Linked DNA regions of Rattus norvegicus: region 1 is linked to region 2. The links are chromatin contacts, called in public Hi-C maps. All regions are on one chromosome and are shown on one strand. Each heading gives the region's core, a stretch centred on a gene start, on an enhancer-like site or on the middle of the called end of the contact. The rest is flanking DNA. Distances are from core to core; before and after follow the strand shown.

Region 1 (5,603 bases), core at 890-3,389, 72 kb before region 2:
TATGAACGTTTTGCCTACATGCATGTATGTTCACTGTGTCTGTAGGCTCCTCCTAGGATTACAGACAGTTGTGAGCCACCATGTGGTGTCTGGGAATTGAGTCTGGGTTCTCTTCAAGAGCAACAGTGTTCTCGGCCCCTGAAGTCAGGTTCTAATACCTGTTAGGTAAGCAGTGTTGGGCTTGATCAGATGCAAAGTGATTTAGCCCCTATCATAACAGACTGTCAGTCTCGGCCTCCAGGCACTCCACCACCTGCTACTCCAGTTGAAGTGTCCTGCAGGTGACCTTGGCTGGCTATCGGATCATGTGAAATACAGACCCTGCTCAAAGGAACAAGCTTGCGGGCTGGAGAGATGGCTCAGCGGTTAAGAGCACCTGACTGCTCTTCCAGAGGTCCTGAGTTCAATTCCCAGCAACCACATGGTGGCTCACAACCATCTGTAAAGAGATCCGATGCCCTCTTCTGGTGTATCTGAAGACAGCTACAGTGTACTTATATATAATAAATGAATAAATAAATCTTTAAAAAAAAAAAAAAAAAAAAAAAAAGGAACAAGCTTGCAGCCAGTCCTTTGGGGCAGACCTGGGGAAGTGAGGGCACAGAGAACTGACACAGGAGCCCTCTCCCAACTTTTAAAATAGGACTTGGGCCACATGACTGTGACCAAAACCAAAGATGAGGCCCTGGCCACCATATCTGTGTTATCCTTCCCCAAACAGGTTGGCCCTGGAATTTAAATCTCAGCTGCATGGCCCCTCCTTCCCACCCAATCCTCCCACCTCCTCTGGATGTCTGCCGTCAAGACCTGTCCCCGCATCAGCCTTGATGTCGGTCCCACAGTAGTTTCCTTTTCACCAGGGAAGAATGCGGTGACTTACGCCTTTAATCCCAGCAGTTGGGAGGCAGAGGGAGGCCAGTTAGACTAAATGGTAAAGTCCTTTCTCACCAAGCAAACACCAAGGCCTGCAGCTCAGTCTAAGCCTGGTCAGCATCCTTCTGTCTACTTGGTCCGATATGAGCATCCCTCCATTGTGGTGGAGCTGTCAGCCTTCATCCCTCCCCGTTACACCTCCTCCTTGCAGTAAGTACCTTGGGGTGCTGAGCCAGACCCATAGATGGTCTTGTTGGAGCCTTATACCCCACCAAGGAACTGCCAACCCCTTCTTTTTTTTTTTTTTTCCGGAGCTGAGGACCGAACCCAGGGCCTTGCGCTTGCTAGGCAATCACTCTACCACTGAGCTAAATCCCCAACCCCCAACCCCTTCTTTATAGAGGAAGCTGAGGCCCAGATATTAAAACTTGGCACAGATTACGCCCTGGGGCCTGAAGGTTCAGGGACTCTACTGGGACCATGATGTGGCTGCTTTTGCTTCCAACCTTGCTACCCTCAGTGGACCAGTGCTTATTTGCCGCTGGCAACTGTTTCTGCCATCTTTGTCTCCCTGCCCTCTTCATCCCTGCAGTCTGGCACCCATCCTCTGTCTGAATCAATACATCCCCTAGAAAAGTATCTGCTCTGGGGACCCTCGTTTCTGGACTGTGCAGCTTGTCCATAGGGCTGTATACAACTGCCACCCACCAAGGTGCTCTCAGAGACACTAGCTGTTGCCTCACTGGCCACTCAGGGCTCTTCTGTCCCAGGCCTCTCCCTGCTAATGCTCTCACTGACCCCTACCTCTCACTGAACCCCAGCCCCTTCCCCTCCTGTCTAGTCAGTCCCTCAAAGCCTGGGAGATGCGAAGGGACGTCCTCCTGGTAACTGTGGATAGACCTAACGTGCAGTGCAGCATGGGACTTTCAGAAGACTCTACCCTCTTTGTTCCAGTACAATTCTCCCCAGCAAGGAGGGACAGGGGCTGGTATGAGCTGTCTCATGACAGGAGGAAAGGGCTGGAGCCTGACCCTCTGCAAACCAACCAAGGTGCACTCCAGTGGGGACCACTCCAGCAAGGCGCTGAGGACTGTTGGCTTCTATTTAGGGTGCTGTAATATTCATGAAGGAAGATTAGATATTTAAATTTATTCAGCAATAAATGTGTCTCAGTGGGGGAGCATTCCTCACGCTAAACAAACAAGCGAGCAGGGGCTAATTAATTATTTACAGGAACAAGAGGAGCCAGTGGCCTAGGGGACTCAGAGGGCAGTTGCACCCCTGCCAAAGGGTCAGCTATCCCCATTCCCTTCTGCCACTCAGTGGAGCTGGCCCTGTTACATCCCCTACTGGGATTTCTCTCTCCCCAAATTCAGGCCAAAGATTGCTGGTAACTTTGGGCTAGTTATTCAATCTCTCTGAATTTCAGAGCCTAGTTGTTCAAAGATCTGTAGGGGACATTGATGTAGGCCAGGAGGCAACTAGCAGGTAGGCAACTGAAAGCCAGGAGGAGTCAACAACGTTCCGAGATCTCACAGCTGGAAGTGGAACAGAAGCCAAGGTCTCTAGGGCTAGGGCCTGTCTTACAAGAAGTGGAGGCAAAGGTTCAGAGAGGCATAGCTATGAGTCACAGAGCAAGAGAGGATTCTGGATAGCTCTCACCTCTGCCCTGCCTATCTTGGCCTCCTGTGGACTCCCCACCAGGTGAAAAGCAAGGAGGAGCCTGGAAGGGGGATCCAGTTTATAGAGTGACAGCCAACTTGGCCTTGCAGACACAGACAAGGAGTTTTCCAAACCAAGTCCCCCTTTCTGGGCTCTTTCATCGTGTCTCCAGGGTACAGTCTCTCTACCTCTCTGTGCCTCAGTTTCCTCAGCAGTCAGCAAGTCCTTGTTGCTTCATGTGGGCCTTTGGGAGGAGGCTGCTCCTTTGTTTATTGCACTGTCAATAGTCACAGCTAGATAGATGGTCCTGGTTTGGCCAAGAGCAGGGGCCTGGTTATTGTGTGTGGGAGGGGCAGGGTCCTCTGTCCAGGAAGGTATAGGGAACCTCTCCCCATCTGGACAGTCAGTCCTGCTTGGGCTCTGGCCTGGGAACAGCTCTCAGCAGTCACACCTTAGTGTAGCATACAGCTGCCAGTCAGACCCTGTGCACTGGTCCTTGTCTATTTCCTTCTCAGAAGGAGAGCCTGGCTGAGCAGATGGGGAGCTAAGGCAGAGTCCTGAGCTGCTGACCTTTGAACTCCAACCTTCAAGAGGTCTATGGAGATCCACTGGGTCCTGGACCCTTTTTTCCTGGCTTGCACCACACTTTCTTCCTCTTCCTGGCTAGAACTTGTAAACCAAGACACTGATGTCGCCTGGCTAGAACCCAAACAGACAGCCTCTGCTTGTCCTCTCTGGTCCTTCACTCCATGGACAGCCCTCCTCCAATGTCTGCTCCGGACATGGCCTACATTGGGCCCAGGGAAGGACACAGAGCCCACCCTCCAGAGGCTGCATCCTGGAGGTGCCCAGGTAGGTGGGCGCCCCAGGGAGAAGACGGATGGTCCATACTCCTGCAATGTGATCTGACATTCATTACGGGGTGAGATCAGCTCCTTAAATGGGGATTTGAAAACATTAGGGCTTCATTATGTACACAACCACGGGCCTCATTCATCATGCGCAATCACTCCAGTTATTAAAGATCCACAGCAGCCGTGCACAGGGCCTGGTGGCATCCTGCCTACGGGGGCGGGGGGGCAGGGCATGCGTGCAGTGGCCATGAGGCAGGGGCCAGAAGGACTGATTCTCACACTCTCCTTACTCTGGTAGGCCAGTTGATAGGTAGGGTAGGGAGCCTCTGTTTCCTCATCTGCAAAATGTAGCTGCAGATAGCCCCTGTGTCACTCAGGGGGAGGAGCTTCCCATGGCACTGTTCTCCAGAGCAGTGATGGTCGGAAGGGGCAGCTGGTGAACCAGGGCCTCCGCCTGGGGAGGAAAGACCTATCGCTTTCGGCCCTTCAGTCCTTTGTGGCTCACGCCAATCTACAATAAACTTAACTCTGACAGCAAGTCTGAACTCTCCGGCCCTGGAAAGGTATATGCTGTCCCCATAGCAAACGTGTAATGGGGTGGCCACAGGCCAGCTCTGTGTGTCACACTACCAGGGGAGCGGCAACGGGGCTGACATGAGAAGACGGACCAGGGCAGGAGGTGGGGAGGGGTGTGAACACACCCACTCAGTGGTCCAAAATGTGCGGCTAGCATAGGACACTGAAGCCCGGGTAATAGAATATACCGGGAGGAGGAGCGAGAGAGTCCCAGCTTGTGAATACAGGGGCAGGGATGCAGGGCTGCAGTCCTGGGGGGCAGGAAGTGTGGATAAGGCATCAGGGGATCAGCTTAACACATGTGCCCCGCTGAGTGTGAAGAACTCTCAGGCTGCAGCTAGCCTTTAATGTTTTTGTTGTTGTTGGGGCTTTTTGGGGGGTTTTTGGGTTTTTTTTTTTTTTTGCTTGTTTTAATATATATGTAAGTACACTGTAGCTGTCTAGCTGCCTTCAGACACAGCAGAAGAGGGCATCGGATCCCATTACAGATGGTTGTGAGCCACCATGTGGCTGTTGGGAACTGAACTCAGGAACTCTCAGCCCTGAGCCATCTCTCCAGCCCCCTGTATGTAGCCAGTTTTGATGGCCCCTCCTGCGATCCACACTTCTCAGTGCAACCATTAAGCTTCCTGGGTGGCTCTTGGGAGCTCTCGAGCTACCTGCTGCTCTTGAGTCCCACAGGTGGTCAAAGAGGGGTGGGGCAGCCTCACACACCTTGGCTGCCAGAGCACCGAGGCAGCCCACAGGCTATGGAGGGCATGTTATCCACTGAGTCAGGCCACCGTTCATCAGGGCAGCAATGCCAACTTTCCCAGAGGCCACAGAAACAATCTCAGATTAGCAGCAGGGACGGTAGCTAGCTAGCGGCCTGCAAAGACTTGGCAGGAAGTCCACACTGGGGTCCCATGCTCAGAAGCCTCGCTAATCCTCAGGAGGACAAAGGAGAGTGGGGAGAGAGAAAGCAGAGTAAAAGGCGATAGAAAGGGATGGTGAGCCAAAGGGAGTGAGAGCGGCTTAGAAAGGACGGAAGATCCAGGCAGATAGAATACACGGGAAAGGAGCCACAGAGAGGGCCAGCCAGCCGTTGAGGGCTGGAGACTGTGTGAGGAGAGCGAGGACAGGGCTGCACACACAGGCTTGGCACAGCGACAGTCCACCTGTGCTTGCGCCTTAAGTGGTCTGACGGTGTGCGTGGGGGCCAACAGATCTTGAATAATGTCAAGGGCAACAGAATACGGGGCCTAGTTTAAGTTAGTGCTGACACATGGCGGGCTGTCCATCCCTAGATTTTGGGGTGTGGCCAGCAGGAGAGATCATCTAGGTAGGGAGTCTGGGCAGGAGGGCAGAGGAGAAGCAGGTACAAAGGCCCTGTGCCAGGGGATGGCTGTAAGGGATGCTCCACCATCCTGGCCTCTCCCAGCATGTGGTGCTGGGATGTGGTTGGTGGTAGGGGTGGGGCAGTGCAAGGTGGCCTGGGGGGGGGGGAGGGTGATGTGGGGACAGATGGGCAGATCCCGAGCTCCCATAGCTTCCGGTGGGGCTGATTACTTGTAAGGCCCAAGCAGGGGTAGAGGATGAGTACAAGGGCTCCTTCCCCCTTCCTAGCCTGCCTTGCCCTCCTGCCAAGGACCTGTTTGA
Region 2 (5,372 bases), core at 1,190-3,689:
AGGAGTCTGGCTTAAGGAGGCTCAGACAGCTTAACCACCAGGGGCTTGGGTCACTGTGAACTAGGAGTTGGATGTGAACTTCCGAGGTTGGAAACTGGGGTGAGGCTGAGGTGGATGGACGTCTACTTCTTGGTGCTATACATGACAAGACTCCAGTGTGCTGCCCTCCTCTACCCTGTGTGGGGACACACAGAGCCTCTCTCCACAGGGAACCTGAGGCATTTCTGTACCAGGCATATGAGACAGTTGAGACCCCTAGAGGTACATGCTACTGACCGCAGACCTACTGTTCTCAGCTGATGTGACCACCTCGGGCTGGATGCAGAGATGCAGGGTGGCGTCTCCTCACTCCAGCCTCATCCTCTTCCGCTCTGGAGGGCCCCATAATTAGCATGTGTCCTTGGCCTTCCCTCCACGGTCTGGATTACCCTGCTTAGAGCATCACCCCACTGTATGGGATCACCCAGCTCTATGGAAAGCAAATTGCACTCAGAGAGGTGAGGGGACAACATGGGCAAAAGGGGGGCCAAGTGAGTATCAGGATTTGACTCCAGCCGCCTGAGTTTCCCACTCCCTTCCGAATCCACCTGTTATATTTCTGTAAGTGCTGCAAATCCTTCAGAGTCGAGCCGGGAATAAATAAATACACACATAAGTAAATACTGAGAGGCTGCCGGGAGATGCTGACACGGGGTCATTGCTGGGACCCGCTGTCCTGATCCGAGTGGGAGACAGTTTAGGGCGTGGCACACCCGCTTGCCATGCTAGGTCAGGGCTGGGGCAGCAGGAGCTACCAAACACTGATGTGATGCTGGGAAGGCACGGTCTGGGGGGTGGGGTGGGGTGGGGGTGGGGGTACTGGCTGAGTTGAGGTGTGGGTGGCCAGCTCAGCTGGCTGGCAGAGCCTCAGCCAGCTCCTCACTGTGAGCTAGCTTCTCATTTCTCTGTTCCTGCTTCAATGCAAATGTGTTGACACATTAATCTCTCCACCCTTCTGAGCACACCACACCAGCGGGATTAGCTTTGCACTTGTAAGGGACAGGCCCAGCCTCTCCACACCTCCCTCCCAGCCTAGAGCAAGTAGGACCCATCAGCCTTGATGGGCACAGAGCATGGCATGAACGAGGGATGAAACCAGGCTCTGAGACTCAGGGTGACTGAAGAAAGGACCTTGAAGGTCTTGGGGGATGGTTAGAGATCAAAGAAAAGGGTGTCTTGGCCATGATGGCTTCATCCTGTGTGGTGTGGGGGGGGGCAGTGCTGGCCAGTGGGAAGCAGCCCCCGCCCCACCCCACCCCGCTCTGTCAGCCCCTGCCCAGAGCCTTGTTTATAGAGCTGGTGGAGGAGGTAAGGCCAGATGGAGGAGGCCAGAGCCTCCCCTGTCTGGCATGCTGGAGTGTGCATGTTGTGTGCACTTGACTTTGTGTGCTTCCCATTGCATTGCCTGCTGCTCTCCACCCTCGCAGGCCTGGGGCAGAGCAGCCCAGGACTCAGGCTCCGAAGGTGACATGGCTATTTCTGGGCCTGGATCTCTGCCAACAGTAGCAGGAGAGTGAGTGACAGGGCATCGGGGAAGGTGCTGCTGAGTCGGGCCTCTGCCTCCTCCAGTCCCCTCACCCTGGACCGGAGCTGGGGAGGTAGAGGGCTGTACACCTGCCCCCCTGTCCCTGAGCTTCACTCTTTATATCTGTAATACAGGTGCCCACTTGGAAAGTACTAGAAGGGACCCAACACATGGCAAAGGAGAGTAGCTTGTTCAGTTAAAATAGCTGTGTATGAGAGCTCTTACCCTACTCCTCATCCTTAGGGACCTAGCAGTGTTCCAATCAGCCCTTTGGGAAGAACAAAGGCTGCTAAACCGTGCCCACAAAGGAGAAGCCCTGGCAGGGAGCAAGCCCAGAGGATTGTTGGAGAGTCATGGCCATTCGTGTCAGAGTACTCCATGTTTGAGTCCCAGCTCCCCCTATCCAGCCTGCTTCCATGGGGACACTGTTCCCATTATGCAGACGGGAACATGGAGGCTCAGAGTTTCTATCTCTTGCTTGAGTTCCCTGGCATGGTAATGGGATTCAAGCTTCTAGCTTATCAGGCCATGGGGAGAATTGGGGGTACTTGGCAGACAGAAGCTGGGAGGTCAGATGGAGCCTCCAAGATTGCTGGGGACTAGTGTAGGGAGCAGGTGGACTGAGCAGGGGCCCCACTAGCAGCAGAGAAGCCACCTGGGAAGGCTGGGAGGCCCGGGGAGAAGCCGGTGCTGACCTGTCCTGTTCAATTGTAAACCGAAGTGCAAACAAGCCCCAGTACCCGACGCTCTCGCCCAAATCAAATTGGTGCTATGATTTCTCTGCGGGCGGCGGGCAGCCTTCCGGAGAGGAATGGGGAGGCTGGCATGGGGTGTGAGAGCCAGCAGGGACGAGGCCATTTGTCTGGGGCAGCCGGCTTGGCTGGCTGGGATCTTCCACCCAAATTAAATTTTAACCCAGCTCATAAATCTTCCTCCAAGTCCCTCCCCCATCACTAGCTGTTGCATGGCCTCACTGGGATCAGGGACTGTGCTGTCCCCTCATCCCCAGTGGCTGTTGGGCTGAAGGGCCTGCCTGTTTAGGGGAGTGAGACTGTGGCCTACAGACAGGCTCTGAGACTCACAGGCCACTGACCACAGGGGCCAGCAAAGGGCTTGGCCTGGATGTGCAGAGTAGGAACTCAGTTATGGAGTGGATTCAGTGGGGCCACGCCCAGCAATTGGGGTTTGCTAATGTGTATGACTGTACATATATGAAGGCCAGGGGTCAACCTTGAGTGTCAGTCCTCAGACGCCCTCGCCCTTTGAGACAGTCTTCCGCTGACTTGGGACTCACCAATTAGACTACACTGACCAGTGAGCCCAAGGGGACCCTCTTTTCTTCACCTCCAAGCACAGGCATAAGAAAGATCTCCTACCACGCCCTGCTTTTTTAAGTCAGGGGATCAAACTCAGATCCTAATGCTGAGGTCCTAATTCAGACAGGGAAGCCCTTTCTGCTAAGCCTAAGGTCTAATGACATCGCTGGGCCTCAGTTTACTCTGCAGTGCACATAGTTGGGATACAGGGAGAGTGAGGAGAGTGAGGTAAAGCCCTGGGGCCCTAGAAGTTGTCTCTGTACTGGAGGCAGCAGCCTCTTCTGTCCTGGACATGGTGAGTGACCTTGTGACCTGTCTGCTAGAGGACAGTAGTGAAGGACCCCTCTGGGTGCTAGGATTGGGGGTTGGCACTCTGTCTCCTGCTAGGTCTGTGCTGAGCTAGTGTGGGCCATGTGTACCCCAGGACTCAGCCATACATACCCCAAGAGACTGGGTTCTCTATACAGGGGCAAGAGTGGAGTGTTGGAGGTACACACACACACACACACACACACACACACACACTCACATACACACACTCGCTCACACATATACACTCTCTCACACACACACACACTCCCTCACACACACACTCTCACACACATTCGCACACACACTTACACACTCACACACACTGTCTCACACACACACTCACATTCACATTCACATACACACTCATACTCACATTCACACACACACACTCACATACACACTCACTCACACATACACACATTGATATACTCCCTTCTAGGACCTTTTACATAGTGTGTGGCCTCATGATTACAATCAGTCACTATGGTGTGGGGTACTGCTACCTCTCCCTCCCACCCCCCATCCTCCCTTGCGGCTTTCCACTCTCCAGTGACACCCTCCTGTCCTCTGGATGAAGTCTAGACTGCTTCTACATGACATACTGGGCTACTGTTCATAGACACTGAGTTTAGACTCCCTCCCGCCCCAGGGCCTTTGCATGTGCAGCTACTGTTGCATTTGGGGTGTTTTGTCCTCTCCTGTCTGCCTTACTTTCCCTTGCTGACTCCGCTCCTGCCCCAGGGAGATAGAGTGTGTGCGTCCATGTTTAAGGAGGGAGGAAGGTTATCACACCCATAGTTTTGAGGTTTCAACACCCAGATCAACCCAGGCAACTGGGAGGACAGCCAATGCTAATCCATTTTCATTGCCTCTGGTACACCGTGGCTCCTCTGTGTGTACTAAGGACAGAGGTAGTCACCAGCCCTATCTGACCCTCAAGAGAGGCTATGATGTTCTTTATTTTAGTTGACAATATACAAAGAGAGACACTCATGCTGGGAGGAGACCCTTCCCCTGACATCCACATTTCCTGCTGATCCCCATCCTCCCCTCTGCCGAGCTTCTCACAGAGCACTTCCTTCAGCCACCTACCTTCCCCACACAGTCAGCCGGGCTGCCATAGTCATCTATACCTCAAATGTGGGTTTGTTGTTCTCTGTGGTGTGCAATTAACGTCCCCACTAGTAAACGGTACAGCCACATTTCACCTGCGCCCTAACGTGGACCACAAAGACATTAAAATAAACAATGGTGCAGTTAAGCCGGGCCTGGGATTTGCTGTTTGGCAGAGGCACCTGCACCCCATGTGCCCCATAGCCTCCCCCACATTCACTGCTGTTCCCTGATGGTGCCTGCCTGGGTCAAGGCTCATCACTGTGCCTTCTGCCCTGCTACTGCCTACCCCCCAGCCTGAGCTGTACTCACAAACCACCCCGCACCTCAGAGCTCCTGGTCAGGACAAAGGAGGGAGCCCCAACCTGGGCCTTGTCTTTAACTGTAAAGATCACGTTTCCTGGGAGTTCAGAGGTGCTGGTGGGGCTTGCACCTCCCATCGTACTCCATCACTTCTCACCTTAGCACTTATCACCTTAGCATCCTTCCACACACACCCCCACGCCCCATAGTCCCCACTCGCATCCAGAGTGCTAGGCTGGGACCCAGCTCTCAGATGCGCTGTCCTTCGGGCCTTGGAGGTCATGAAGTGGACATAGCTCTTGCTAGCATCACTCTCTGCTCACTCCAGCCACCTTGAAGAGCATGCCAGGGACTCCTGCTGCTGTCATTTGCTCCTCTTCTGTGGGCTCCATTACCTGACAACTATCTGATATCTGCCCTCAGAGGCCATAAGCTCTGAAGAGCTTGACCAGGACCCCCTTTATGGTCCCCGTTCTTGGACGCCCTGACTTGGCTGCGGGGTACAAATACCTAATTGACAGTGGTTAGCTGGACACCCACCCAGGGCTGCCTGCTCTATATCCTGGTAGTCTTTAGACCCCTGTTTCTGGAGATGGCAGAGGTAGTGAGACTAGACTGGGTTGGATTGGGTCAAGAGCGATGCTGGTGGCTGGGTACAATGTGACAGTCCCTCAGGAGTGAGAGGCTTGAGAGATCCAGAGCCAGAGCACAGCACATGTCCTCATCCTGTCTCCCACCACTTGCTCTGTCCTTCCCTCACTCCA

What was found. Hi-C and Micro-C count contacts between places; a contact is called where the count stands out from the background.
Region 1: a contact with region 2 is called in a Hi-C map of liver, with 2.4 times the contacts expected there. The contact joins two enhancer-like sites. A contact is called at or near these places in 3 of 12 Hi-C or Micro-C datasets (kidney, liver and mammary epithelial cells).

Annotation. Positions count from the first base shown.
Region 1 is chr1:213,807,332-213,812,934 of GRCr8, reverse strand. All of the region lies in intron 4 of Macrod1 (mono-ADP ribosylhydrolase 1), which reads right to left. Among named protein-coding and RNA genes, the nearest start is that of Otub1, 15 kb to the left of the region's middle. Within about 2 kb of position 2,139, at least 4 of the 93 cell types and tissues checked have an H3K27ac peak or open chromatin away from gene starts, as enhancers often do. A contact at or near this core is called in kidney and liver, where this site is marked.
Region 2 is chr1:213,735,883-213,741,254 of GRCr8, reverse strand. All of the region lies in intron 3 of Macrod1 (mono-ADP ribosylhydrolase 1), which reads right to left. It also overlaps a transcript of Flrt1 not described here. Among named protein-coding and RNA genes, the nearest start is that of Flrt1, 24 kb to the right of the region's middle. Within about 2 kb of position 2,439, at least 12 of the 93 cell types and tissues checked have an H3K27ac peak or open chromatin away from gene starts, as enhancers often do. A contact at or near this core is called in kidney and liver, where this site is marked.